Linked DNA regions of Zea mays: region 2 is linked to region 1. The links are chromatin contacts, called in public Hi-C maps. All regions are on one chromosome and are shown on one strand. The core of a region is the stretch at or near the end of the contact, and the rest is flanking DNA. Distances in the headings are between cores, read along the strand shown.

Region 1 (5,866 bases), core at 1,659-4,158:
TTCAGAACCACCAGGCAAACGTGAACAATGAAGGACTTCATCATTCTCTTTTTCAATATGGAAATCTCTCACGGCCTCATTTGGCTTGACATTTAGTTGAACTGTTTTGTTGCCTTCTGCTTCGGGAAATCTGACTGCGCCAAATCCAAATTTTGGTAGGCCGTTGAGATCAAGTTCCACTGCCTCCATCAGCTCCTTTTCCAAATGGCGGACAGCTCTTCTGTTAAGCTTCTGAACATCTTTTTGGGTCCTGTTAGTGTCCACAGGAGACACTGGTTTCTGCAAATGTTCCTTCTCATCAGACACATAAGGTTGCTGCTTCCTCGAATTCTCATCAATTGTATGATGTGCATCAGCAACAGACTGAATATCTTTTTGGACCAACTGTATCTCCACTTTCTCGGTATGGTGTGCAGGTTCAGCATCATAGTTTCTTTTACCTGGAACATTCTCAGTAACCTTCTGCTTGTTGGATGAAGCAGTTGCTAGTTCTATGGGCTTGGTTGAGTAATTCTCAAGCATATCCTTATTTTTTCTTTCACATGGAGCATCCCCATTGTACTTTGTCTTGTCAAATAAAGACATTGCTGGTTCTGTTGGCCTTGTCAAACTCTTCTCAAGGATATCCTCTTGTTCTTCACATGAAGCATTCTCGACACATATCTGCTTGCTCGATGAAGGCATTGCTAGTTCTGCTGGCTTCCTTGAACCCTTCTCAAGCATATCCTAAGGGAAAGTGTAAAACACATTAAATGATTTCAAGTTAAGGACATTTTAGTGTGCCTACATCACAGTTCATGTAATAAATTTGTTTTGGAAAAATAGGTAATAAATTTGTGGAGGACTTACATGTTCTGTTTGTAGTGAGGCCCATAACTTGAGTTCCAATTCCTTGGCATCAAAACTGACGGATAATTCTTCAGCAACACTTTGCATGACTTGGAACCTTTCCTCATTAGTGAACTCTGTACTGTCAAGTTTCCGAATGAACTGCAGACAGAAGGATCAAATTATAATATTGTGTGTAAAGCAAAGGACCACAAAAGCATAAGACAATTCAATAACAACATATTAGCATCATATTGCGTACCTCCTGGCTAACAAAATGCTCAACAAAATTTCCATATCTTTCTGTGAATATGTGCCTTAGGTCACAAAGTTCAGGTAAATCAGGATAGCGAGCAGCAGCAAATATCAGGGTTGAGACAGCTTCCCTGAATTCTGGGGGGCAATCCCTGTTTGGAAAGAAAAAAACACAAAACAAAATGGGTTCATTGTTTGAGCATCAGGATAACGCTTTTCTGTTTGCACTCTTCGCACACTACTAAAGGGTAGTTGGAAGCTTGGAATTCACTAACTGAACTATGAGAGTATTTTTACTAACACCAAACATACAAGCAGAACCATTATGAATGCTAGCACTATTGAACTACTGTCTTGATTACTTGACAAAATGCATCGCAGCCGTCGGCCCCGGCGGACATGGGGTGATATGCCATAAGGCTCATAACTATGTAACCAACACTCATGCCCATTAACAATGTGTTTTGTGGATTAATTTCATAGTGCTACCGTCGTCGAAAACAGAAGCGAGGAAACAAAACCGAATTTTAGTTGAGCCGATTGGATTTATTTACCTCTGCTTCTGAAGGCTTCCCAGTTGCTTCCCAATGTAATGACAGAATCCTTCGATCATATCATAGCAAGAAGCATGGTTCAGCTCAACTAAGAGGCCATCTATCTGCATTCCAAATTGCAATTAATGCCAGGAAACAGAACACCCGAAGATCAGCAACCAGCAAAGATCTTGAGCCAAAAAGGTGCAAAGGCGATTGTAAAATATAGCAGCATCCATGAATTAAACCCCTAGACAAAGACTCTCCTACTCGCTTTGTGCCCAGAACAATAAACATTCGCGACTCTAGTGCTATGCATACGCAACGTTGAACAACAGAGAGCCCGGGTGGAGAAACATACCCTTCGGAAGGCGTGGGTGTCGAGGCCATTGGCGAGGAGGTCGGCGACGTCCTTCTTCAGGAACCGGATCATGGCGTGCTTCTTCCGCCTTATCAGAGCCATCCGCGTCCGGATGCATTTGAAGGCGTGCTTACTGCATCCGTCGTGGAACAGACAAAACAAAAGATTAGTTAGCCCAAGCCGCTTTTCCCGTTCAGGTTAAACAAATCGTCGCGGACGTGGGGAAGGGAAAACCGCATTCAGCATACCATCCCATCGTCCCAGAGAAAGAAACAAGAGAGAAGAACTGACAGCGAAAAGAAAAAGGAATCCAAACCCAGCGAAGAAACTACCCAAGAGCCGAGGAACAGCAGGCGCGAGAAGGAACGAATCCAACTGGGACCGTGAACAGAGCGAGCGGAGCACCAAGAAACCTGAGGAAGAGGAGGCAATCTTTGGGTACCATTTGTTGTAGAACTTGGAGTTGAGCAAGCTGTCGAACATCTTGCCACTGCTCCGTCGGACTCCTCCCTCCCCTCCTAGCGCCCTCGCCCTCCCCCCTCTCGCTTCCCCTGCGCTCCGACCAACAGACGAAGCGAAGCTACCAATGGCGTCGCCAGGGCATGAGGAGCGGGAAGGACGAGGAGGGGAAGGAGGGGAGTGGGCGGTTGGGGGAGGCACGGACCACGTAGTGGAGAATGGAGATGGTGGTGGGCAGACTCTACTCTGCCAGGAGGAAAGAAACAGAACGGACGTGCGAGCGAGCTGGTCGTCGCGGCGGCGCGGCGACGCGAGGCCAGGTGGAGGCGAGAGGGGTTCGGGCAGTTGCCGTCCGTCCGATTGGAGGTCGACGAACGGGAATCGGGACGGCGACGGCAGAAGCGGAACAAAGCAACCGCCTCTCGAAATTCGTATCTGCCCTTCCCTAAATCCTAGCAGTGGCCCGTTGCGGAATCCTTGCGAGCACGGAGCACCAGCTGGCTTTTTAAATTGCTACCATTTTTTGTGTGTGTATATCGTATAAATAGACATTGATTAAATAGATATTTATTTAAATATAACTATATTTTTTCATTTTCCAATTTATAGTATCGCATTATTAAAGACAAACACACGCGTGTCCTATTAGTAGACACCGTGGTGCTGTTTGGTTCAACACACACGCTGCTGCTTCGTAGAATCTCTGTTTCAAGCGGATAATGTATAACGAAAGTGATTACCACAGGGAACAGCAATGATTTTGACGTCCCGCATGGGATGACAGAAGTGATTACCACAAATGGTTTTCACGTGCCCCTTCTCAGTGGCCACTGGCCTCACCCTCATCATGCCCGCCTTTTTTTCTCCCGTTGGACAGGCAAGGGGCGTGCAGACGTGCAGTGCAGAGCCGGAGGAAAAAAAAAGCTTCCATTCCATAAGAACAGTAGGCGGGAACAACGTTTGGCTACCTGATCCATCCAGAGACATTTATGATTTGTGGCATCAGATTCAGCAGCAAATCAGTTGGTCGCTTTGGTTTGGGCATGGACATGCACATGAATACATGATGGGCTGAGCTAATCTTCTAAACTGTCACCAGCCAAACCTTATTTTTCTTTGTTATACTCCCCACCGTTCCTTATCTCAAGGCCACAAAGGTTTGTTTTAGATCAAAATTTACTTTGACCATTAATAACAAAATATTTATAAACATTGACTAAATAAAAATAAACTATTATATTTATTATTAAAACATCTAGCATAGTATATAATTTCTTTAATTTAAAAATAATTACTTTTATAGATATTATTGATCAAAGTTTCAAAACTTTGACTTGGGACAAACCTTTATGTTTGCACAAGTCAGGTCATGTCTGTCATGATGGGGGCGTGGCGAAGACTGATCGGTTCTCTTCCCAAGTCTCTGAACATACGAGACGTTGCCGGGTATTAGTATTACCGACAGAACCGGATTAACAATGGCAGATGATTAATTCAGAAACCAGATGCTTGTGCCGGCGAAGTGGAATCCCCAAGAATGCCATTTGGAATGTATGCATGGACACATTGCATTTGCTAGTTTGTACAGTCGTATACAGAACTATTTATTTAAAATTATCTACACTTTCTTTGCCATTCTGGACCTTCAACGGAATACATGCGGAGTATAAAAAGTTCACAGACCACAGAGGCCAGATGTTTGCTTGTTCACGATCGTTGACAAATTCCACTAATTAAACTGACACCTTGTAATCTATAAGAGCAACTCTAAGAACCGGACCAAGGCAAGGTAGGACCAGCCACGCCTGGTCGGGCTGGGTCATGCTGAGGCCAGAATTGTGTTTGTTTTCGGCTAATCCAGCCCTAACAACCTTCAACCGCAACTAGGTGAGTACCCGTGCGTTGCAACAGGGACATATAATAATATAATAACTTATATACAAAATGTGTCTTATATTGTTATAAGAAAATGTTTTATAATAAATTTGTAATCCTAGCCATACATAAAATTTGTTATTTTAATTTAGCTGTTTCACTACTACATTACAACCATCAGTATCATGCAGACTTCGATATATGCCACGATTTGCATGATCTCATCATTGAAGAGCACGTGTCACACCTGCCGGTAGAAGTTCTCTCGTACATTATCAGTCATCAGGTAGGCACCACCATACACGCTTGCTTAACAAAACAACCAAGTGTATGTGTTTGCGAAGAGAATTAAAGGCAGGCCGGCACAAAAGCTACCCCAACGATGACGAGTGGTCATTGCTGTCGGTCCTCCTCTGCGTCACCTCTAGCGCCAAGATGACGCCATATTCCTTGATATAGTAGTCGTCGTACGCGCACGACATGGCGAGTACCGATGACTCTTTGTTGGGCTGCCAAACGAAGTGCACCCCGGGCTCATCAGCGAGGTAATACACCTAGCCGTTGCACCACCGGATGTGCTACTCCTCTACATACATCTTGTTCGAGGACACTCACACAATGTCAGCAACGGCCGTCGTCCCAGTGCACAAGAATTCATGGCCGGTCAGTAGTGACTTACGTGGCAGGTTGAGCTTCAGGTGATGATGAGCTGGACGGTGTGACGGCACCGTTGTCGGATGCGGTGCCCAGAACAACCCAAGAGTCGCCAGCATTGGTGACGACCATGAGGTCCCCCTGTTTGAGATGGACAACGTGGTGCAACCGCTCTGGACCGCGTCCAAGCGGCGGCTGCGGCGGAGCTTGCCGAACACAGCGACGCATGTGGCCACGTTGTACTGCTTCCAGAGGTCGAAGTGGCAGTCGCCAAGCTTCTTCTCGTCGTCGATGAGCGATGCCAACGCGAGCGCCTCCTGCCAGTGGTGTTTGTTCGGGGTTTCCAAGTAAGAAACATGGATTCATCTTTAGCGTTGGTTTATGAAAATGACTCACAAGTCAAATCCATGGAAAAATATTACGGAGAATAAATGTCACGCATATAAAAAAGAATTTAAGTTGAAAACATTATTCAAACAAAAAGAAATTGCCTGCAAGGCTCTTCTTTAAATACTACTCCCTCCATCCAAAAATATAATTCAGGAATCTCGTTGATAGTTATCTACTACTACACATTGTGCAAAAGTAGCAGGTAGGCTTTGGGAGAGATGTAGTAGATATTTTTACTGTAACAGATATTGACATAAACACACATGTGGTGTAGTGGTAGCTACAAGCACATTTGCTTGAGAGGTCGTAGGTTCGAATCCCATTGAGGCCACATTTGTGTTTTTTAATTTAATTTTAGCTAGGCGTGGGATGCACGTGGGAATGGGAATGGGATTTGCGGGAGCGGGGAGGGGGAATGAGAAAGACAGTGACAACCGGAAATGGGAATGAGCTTTGCGGGGAGGGGGGAATGGGAATGACAGAACACCGGCACAACACTGGGAATGGGCTT
Region 2 (5,866 bases), core at 1,218-3,717, 140 kb after region 1:
ATTTACTTCCTCTTATCCCAAATATATGTTCATACGACATTGACACAGTCTGCAATACGTCATTTTGATTAAGCATCCCAAATAGAAATAATTGTAAATATGGAAATATTTTTTCATTATAAAACTAGTAATGTCAACCTTATGTTGTCAGTCTATATGACTGTTTAGCTACTGGTAATCAAAGATAAAAAATAATCTAGGAGTTAAGACACCTAAGATGGGCCTATATTTGGAATCACAGATAGTAAAAATTACTGATAGTACTCCCTCCGTTTCTTTTTAGTTGTCGCTGGATAGTTCAATTGTGCACTATCCAGCGACAACTAAAACGAAACGGAGGGAGTATCAATTAAAAACTATTGATATGCTAACCTGCTCATTATGAACATGAATATTTCGGTCTGCGAAAGCAAGAGGAATTGTATCTCGAGCTCCAAAGTTTACCATATCCAAGGCTCCAACACTAAGAACAAGAGGGATCTTATTCTCTATAATTGCATCAAACCTGGTCTCATCACAAGCCATGATGCCCCCTACAATATGGTCTGCAACTTCTGTTGTTGTTACATCCAACACGCCCTATATGCATTCAAATATAAGTAATATGAGAAACTCTAGAGACATGAGAAGAAGAGGAAAACCACTATGTTCACTAGGAAAGTTCAAACATTACAACACACAAGGAAAATGAACTAAAATAAATCCTATCTTAACTAGATTGATCTGAGTATCAGGCAGGAAAAAAAGGAAAATAACAACCATTACATGGGGACAGAATATAAAGAGCCAAGGATCCAACACATTACCTGTATAAAACCACCCCTAACTAGGTCTTCCATTGCTTTGCCTCCTACACCTGTGGCATGGAATATAAGGGTCTCATAACCTTCTTTGTTCAGTCTATCCTTGACCGCATTTACACATGGTGTTGTAACACCAAACATAGTAATACCAACAGTTGGCTTTGTTGACGTTTCATCAGACTCATTGGACGCCGACAAGATTCCATGTACCATTCCAGCAAAAGCTGCTGCAGCATTAGATAATATAACACGACTGACACTGTTTATTCCACAGATGTCAACAACCGAAGGAAACAAGACCAAATCAGATGTTTCAACATAAGGTGTAGTGTGACCACTGGCAACAGTAGATACAATAAGCTTAGGCACTCCAAGTGGCAACAACCTCAGAGCAGGAGCAATTAGTGCAGTTCCTCCACTGCCTCCTAAACCAACAGCACCCACCAGCATACCACTGTCATATCTTTTTTTAAGGAAGCTCTGAAGAGCCTTTGACATGAGTGCAATTGCTTCACCTCTGTTATCTGGAAGATTATGTTGGTCAACACCCAAATGACATGAAAGAATTGTATTTCTAGGGATAAATATGATGTCTTTGAAATCATTTGCCGTTGTCTTTTCAGTTGTGGAGACATCCACTATGCTCACTTGAACCTGCAAAACCATCCCAAATTCCCAACACATGTTAGCTGAATTTCATTAGATAATTCCTGACCTGGAATACTGCAGCTGTAAGCCTATAGCTGAAAAATAAATGGCAAAGGTGCCAACAATATTGCATCTCTTGATGGGAGATAGCTAAATTAGCCCTATTGATGGGAGACAGATCGCCTTGTTACACTAAAACTCATAAACCTATCTTTAGCCCTTGATCTTACTGCCTAAGAACTATACCTTGCCAATTAGAATCATATGTGGAAGAGCACGTAAATTTGAGTTCCTGCACTGCAAGTTGCAACCTTACTATTCGACCAAGTTCCATTCCTGCATCACAGCTAATTGGATACACGATGTAGGAGGTACTCAAAACAACGGATACCATTCCATTTAATTTCCTACTACGGCCTCCGAGAATAAGAAAACATTATTCCAGAGATAAATGAGGTCAAATAATGAAGATTTGCGAACCAATTCTGGCATCAAGCATAGGACTAGGAGCAACACTGCCCCCAGAGCAGTTGTAACTCTCGACTACTCCACAGGTCCTACTGGAGGACGAGGGAACGACAAGACGATGCGAAGACTGCGAATGGGTATACCTTCGAGTCGGAGCCAGAGGCGGCGAGGGCGGAGCGGAGTTGCGCCGCGAGGAAAAGCAGCTCCTCAAACTTGGTATCCGCTGTTCCGATGCAGAGCACCTCCATTACTTCGCACCTGGATGGAGCAGAGCGGGCGAGATCTCCCCGGGCGTCAGCCGGTGGACGCCGTCGCCCAACCCTAGCGTCGGGCAGGGCCTGACGGGTGGCAGACGTGTCCGGTAAACACGCTGGGCGGAGGAGGTGGCCGGATCCGGAGACGCCTTCGCGGGCGGCGGTGGCCGTAGGTGGGCGGGGAGATGGCCGTAAGCGGGCGGGGGAGGTGATCGGAGCCGGAGACGCTGGCGGCGGGCGGAGGAGGTGGCCGGCGGCAGTAGTTGAGAACTCTGGTCCAGATGGCTGTACGTAGGACTGTAGCCTGTAGGAATGACGGTTGAGCGGTGATTCGGTGAGGTGGACACGACCACTCAGCACCAGTCGCAACGACTTCATTGACTTTTGGCTCTATGGGGATCCAAAACGATCCTATTTTGATTACGAGCTCCCTCCGTTTCATATAACGGCATATAAACCTCATTTAATATTTTTACGAAAATTAATTAAAAACAAGACACAGGCTTTTCTGAAAAAATTTGCTTTTGCATGACTCTCAATACATATTATATTTTAACTGTATTTATTATCTAAAAGATCAAAGTTATATCATACAACCTATTAAATCCCGTTTGAATCCATCAGGTTTGTTAGAAATTGGTTTCCAAAGAGACCAAAATTTTATTCAGTTTTTAAAACTAGTTTCCTGGTTTCTTAGAAACCAAGAATCTGATCACCTCAGATAAAACCAAATTTTGAATGGTTAATTATGTGCTACCTTTATGAGAAAGAAAATACTCCTTCTCGAAAGGAAATCGTGAGTCGTGTGTGTGTCTTCTTCTCCACTATGATTCGCCGCTGCAATTTCTGGGAAGGAAAATCACGAACGCCGGTGTGGGGTGCCGTACCCACCTTGCGTCGTGATCCCTTCATGTTCCAGGTGCATCATGAGTCGCTAGCTAATACTCCGTATTACTAATAATATAATAAAATCTTGTACGGTCGCGAGCAAAGTAAAATGCGCGGGAACTGACCCAGAAATCTTTAAACAAAGAAAGGGTATAGAGACCAATTTTAAAAAACTACTAGATCAAAACACGTTATTCATTTTTTCTTCTAAAAGCTAGTTTCTAGAAAATAAGTCTAAGAACCAATTTTAAAGAAACCGGAGTGTATCCAAATAAAATCTTATTTGTCTTTTGTACTTGAAAAATCGACTAGAGTCTTAGGGTTGCACACGCCCTAGGTCACTCTAAACGTTAAATCGGACTCATTTAGCTTTGACCAAAATTATTATTGAAAAGTACATTAAATTTACGTTATCAAACTAAAACACTATTAATATATTTTATATTATATCTAGTGGCTTAATATTATAAATATTTGTTTGCTTTTCTATACATATAATTAAAGTTAGAAAAGTTTAATATAGAGTAAAATTCAATTTCAAACTTTAAACTTGTTTGGCTGTGTCAACCAGTTCCATAAACTTTTAAAATATGTCTTTTAAGGATCCAATCTTTGGTCAGAATTCTATTATGTCCTAACGGATTGTTGTGGTCTACATGTCAGTTGTCGTGGTCTGTTGGAGTGGAGTTGCGCCGCGAGGAAAAACAACTCCTCAAACTTGTTATTTGTTGTTCCTATGCAGAGCACCTCCATTACTTCGCAACTTGATGGAACAAAGCGGGTGAGATCTCTCCGGGCGTCAGACGGTGGACGTCATCGCCCAAACCCTAGCATCGGGCAGGGCCTGACAGGTGCCAGACATGTCCAACAAACGCGCTGGACGGACAAGGTAGCCGGATCCAAAGACGTCTAGGGGACTGTGGTGGACGTAGGCAGGCGGAGGAGGTGGCTGGAGCCGAAGACGCTAGCGGTGGGCGGAGGAGGTGGCAGCATAGTGGCCGGTGGAAGTAGTTGAGAACTCTTAGGGCCAGTTTGGTGTCTTACGCCCGACGCCACGCCGCGCCTAGGCCGCGGCGGCCGAATCGGCCGCCACACCTGCGGCAGCAAAAGTCTGGCGGGAGGTGGTAGTTTAGGCGTAATACCAAACAGCTCCTTAGTCAAGATAGTTGTACGTAGGCGGTAGGACTATAGGAATGTCAGTTGAGCGGCGATTTGTTGAGGTGGACATGGCGACTCAGCACCAGCCGCAACGACTTTTGGCTCAGCGGGGATCCAAAACGATCTTACTACTTTGATTCGCCGGGGTGAAATCCAATATATGTAACACCTCAAATCCATTATTTTAAAATAATACATTAATAGTTATTTAAAACCTAATAGTGAGTAAAGTAAAAATTTAAATCAAGTGTTTGATCTCATTTCTCTTTGAAGAATGATTTTTGTTTGCTCATAATTGATTGATGATTTTATAAAATCCCTTTTATGTGAAACCCATTTAATTAAAATAGGAACTTTGGTCCAAAAATAAATATTTTAACTATAAATGATTTTATTATAATTATTTCAATTTTTGATATATTTAAAAATATATTTATTTATATTTTTATGGGAGATAAAAAACATATTTATGAAACCCTAGTCGAACTGCTCGAATTCGGCTCATATAGGCTTAACCGGCCCAGCCGCACTCCCCTTCCTCTCTCTCCCACTTACAGGCGGGGCCCACCCCAGTCCCTTCCCCTTCCTCTAGCCGCGCGTGCGCCGCACCGCCCTGGCCGCGTTCGACCCCGGCTGAGCCTCCTCGCCTCCCCGGCCAAGCCGCCCACGCCCGGACCCGAAACAGCCGCCACACGCCTCCCTCTTCCTCTCCCCCACTCATTCTCCATTGATAGAGAAACGACCGCCATCAATGGCCGCCAGCCTCTTTCTCCCTCTCCCCGCCGACCCTCTCTCTCCCCGGCTCTCCCTCTCCTCCCTCTATAAAAAGTCGGCTCCTGCCGGAGCTCCCTTCCATTCACCGAGCTCCCTCCCTCTCACTCTCCCTTCCTCACTTCTCACTCTCCCACGTCGCCGCCGGAGCCGCCGAGCCTGGCCGCGCCGCGCCGTGTCCCTGTCCTCAGCCGCACCGTGTCCTAGCCCCGGCCGCGCCCGTGACCTCGCGGCCGACCGCCCTGCTCGCCGAAGACGACCCTCCATTCTTCGAGTCGTACCTGCACACAGTCCGAGAGCAAGTTGAAGAGAGCACAAATTTTTATTCAATTTTCAAAATCATGTTTGAATTAGTTCAAGATTTTTGTAATTATTTGTTTGAATTTGTGGATATTGTGATTTGGAAATCATGTGTATGTAAACAATTGATTTTAAGTGTATGCGATGAACTAGTATATTATTATCTATCGTACGATGTATGTTAATGGTTTATAGTTATTTTGGAATTTGTGTTTAGAAAAATGACATGATTTGGTAGACCACGTGTTAGTGATGAAAACATTAGGTGAGTAATTTAATAATTAACTTTGTTTATAATGAATTCTAGAATTAGTCGACAAGTTTGTACTCATAAGTTCATATACTTAATTTAGATCCACTAAATAAATAATAGAAGCTTTATTAACATTGAGATAATATAAGTAGTACCCGTGTTCATGATAATTCAAATAGTGTAGTCCAATCAGTGGTTTAATTTATTAATAAAATTATTTAACCTCCGATTAATATGATGACATTTTCCTTTTAAAATGAAAAGATAAAACTAAAAGTAGACACATGTTTATGGTAGAAATAATTAATTTATTTTTATAGAGT

What was found. A called contact is a pair of places that touch in the nucleus more often than the background predicts.
Region 2: a Hi-C map of ear shows a contact between it and region 1, with 4 times the contacts expected there. The contact joins the promoter of LOC100383424 here to the promoter of LOC103628194 in region 1. A contact is called at or near these places in 13 of 25 Hi-C or Micro-C datasets (bundle sheath, ear, endosperm and 6 more).

What each region holds. Positions count from the first base shown.
Region 1 is chr5:51,569,520-51,575,385 of Zm-B73-REFERENCE-NAM-5.0, forward strand. It overlaps LOC103628194, which reads right to left and starts at 2,909. Exons shown (of 6, transcript XM_020538379.2): 1 at 2,420-2,909; 2 at 1,978-2,110; 3 at 1,638-1,741; 4 at 1,091-1,235; 5 at 850-990; 6 at 1-726. The coding sequence starts at 2,460.
Region 2 is chr5:51,712,112-51,717,977 of Zm-B73-REFERENCE-NAM-5.0, forward strand. LOC100383424 (TIM-barrel signal transduction protein) reads right to left here and starts at 2,468. Exons shown (of 9, transcript NM_001176076.1): 1 at 2,063-2,468; 2 at 807-1,457; 3 at 373-579. The coding sequence starts at 2,167.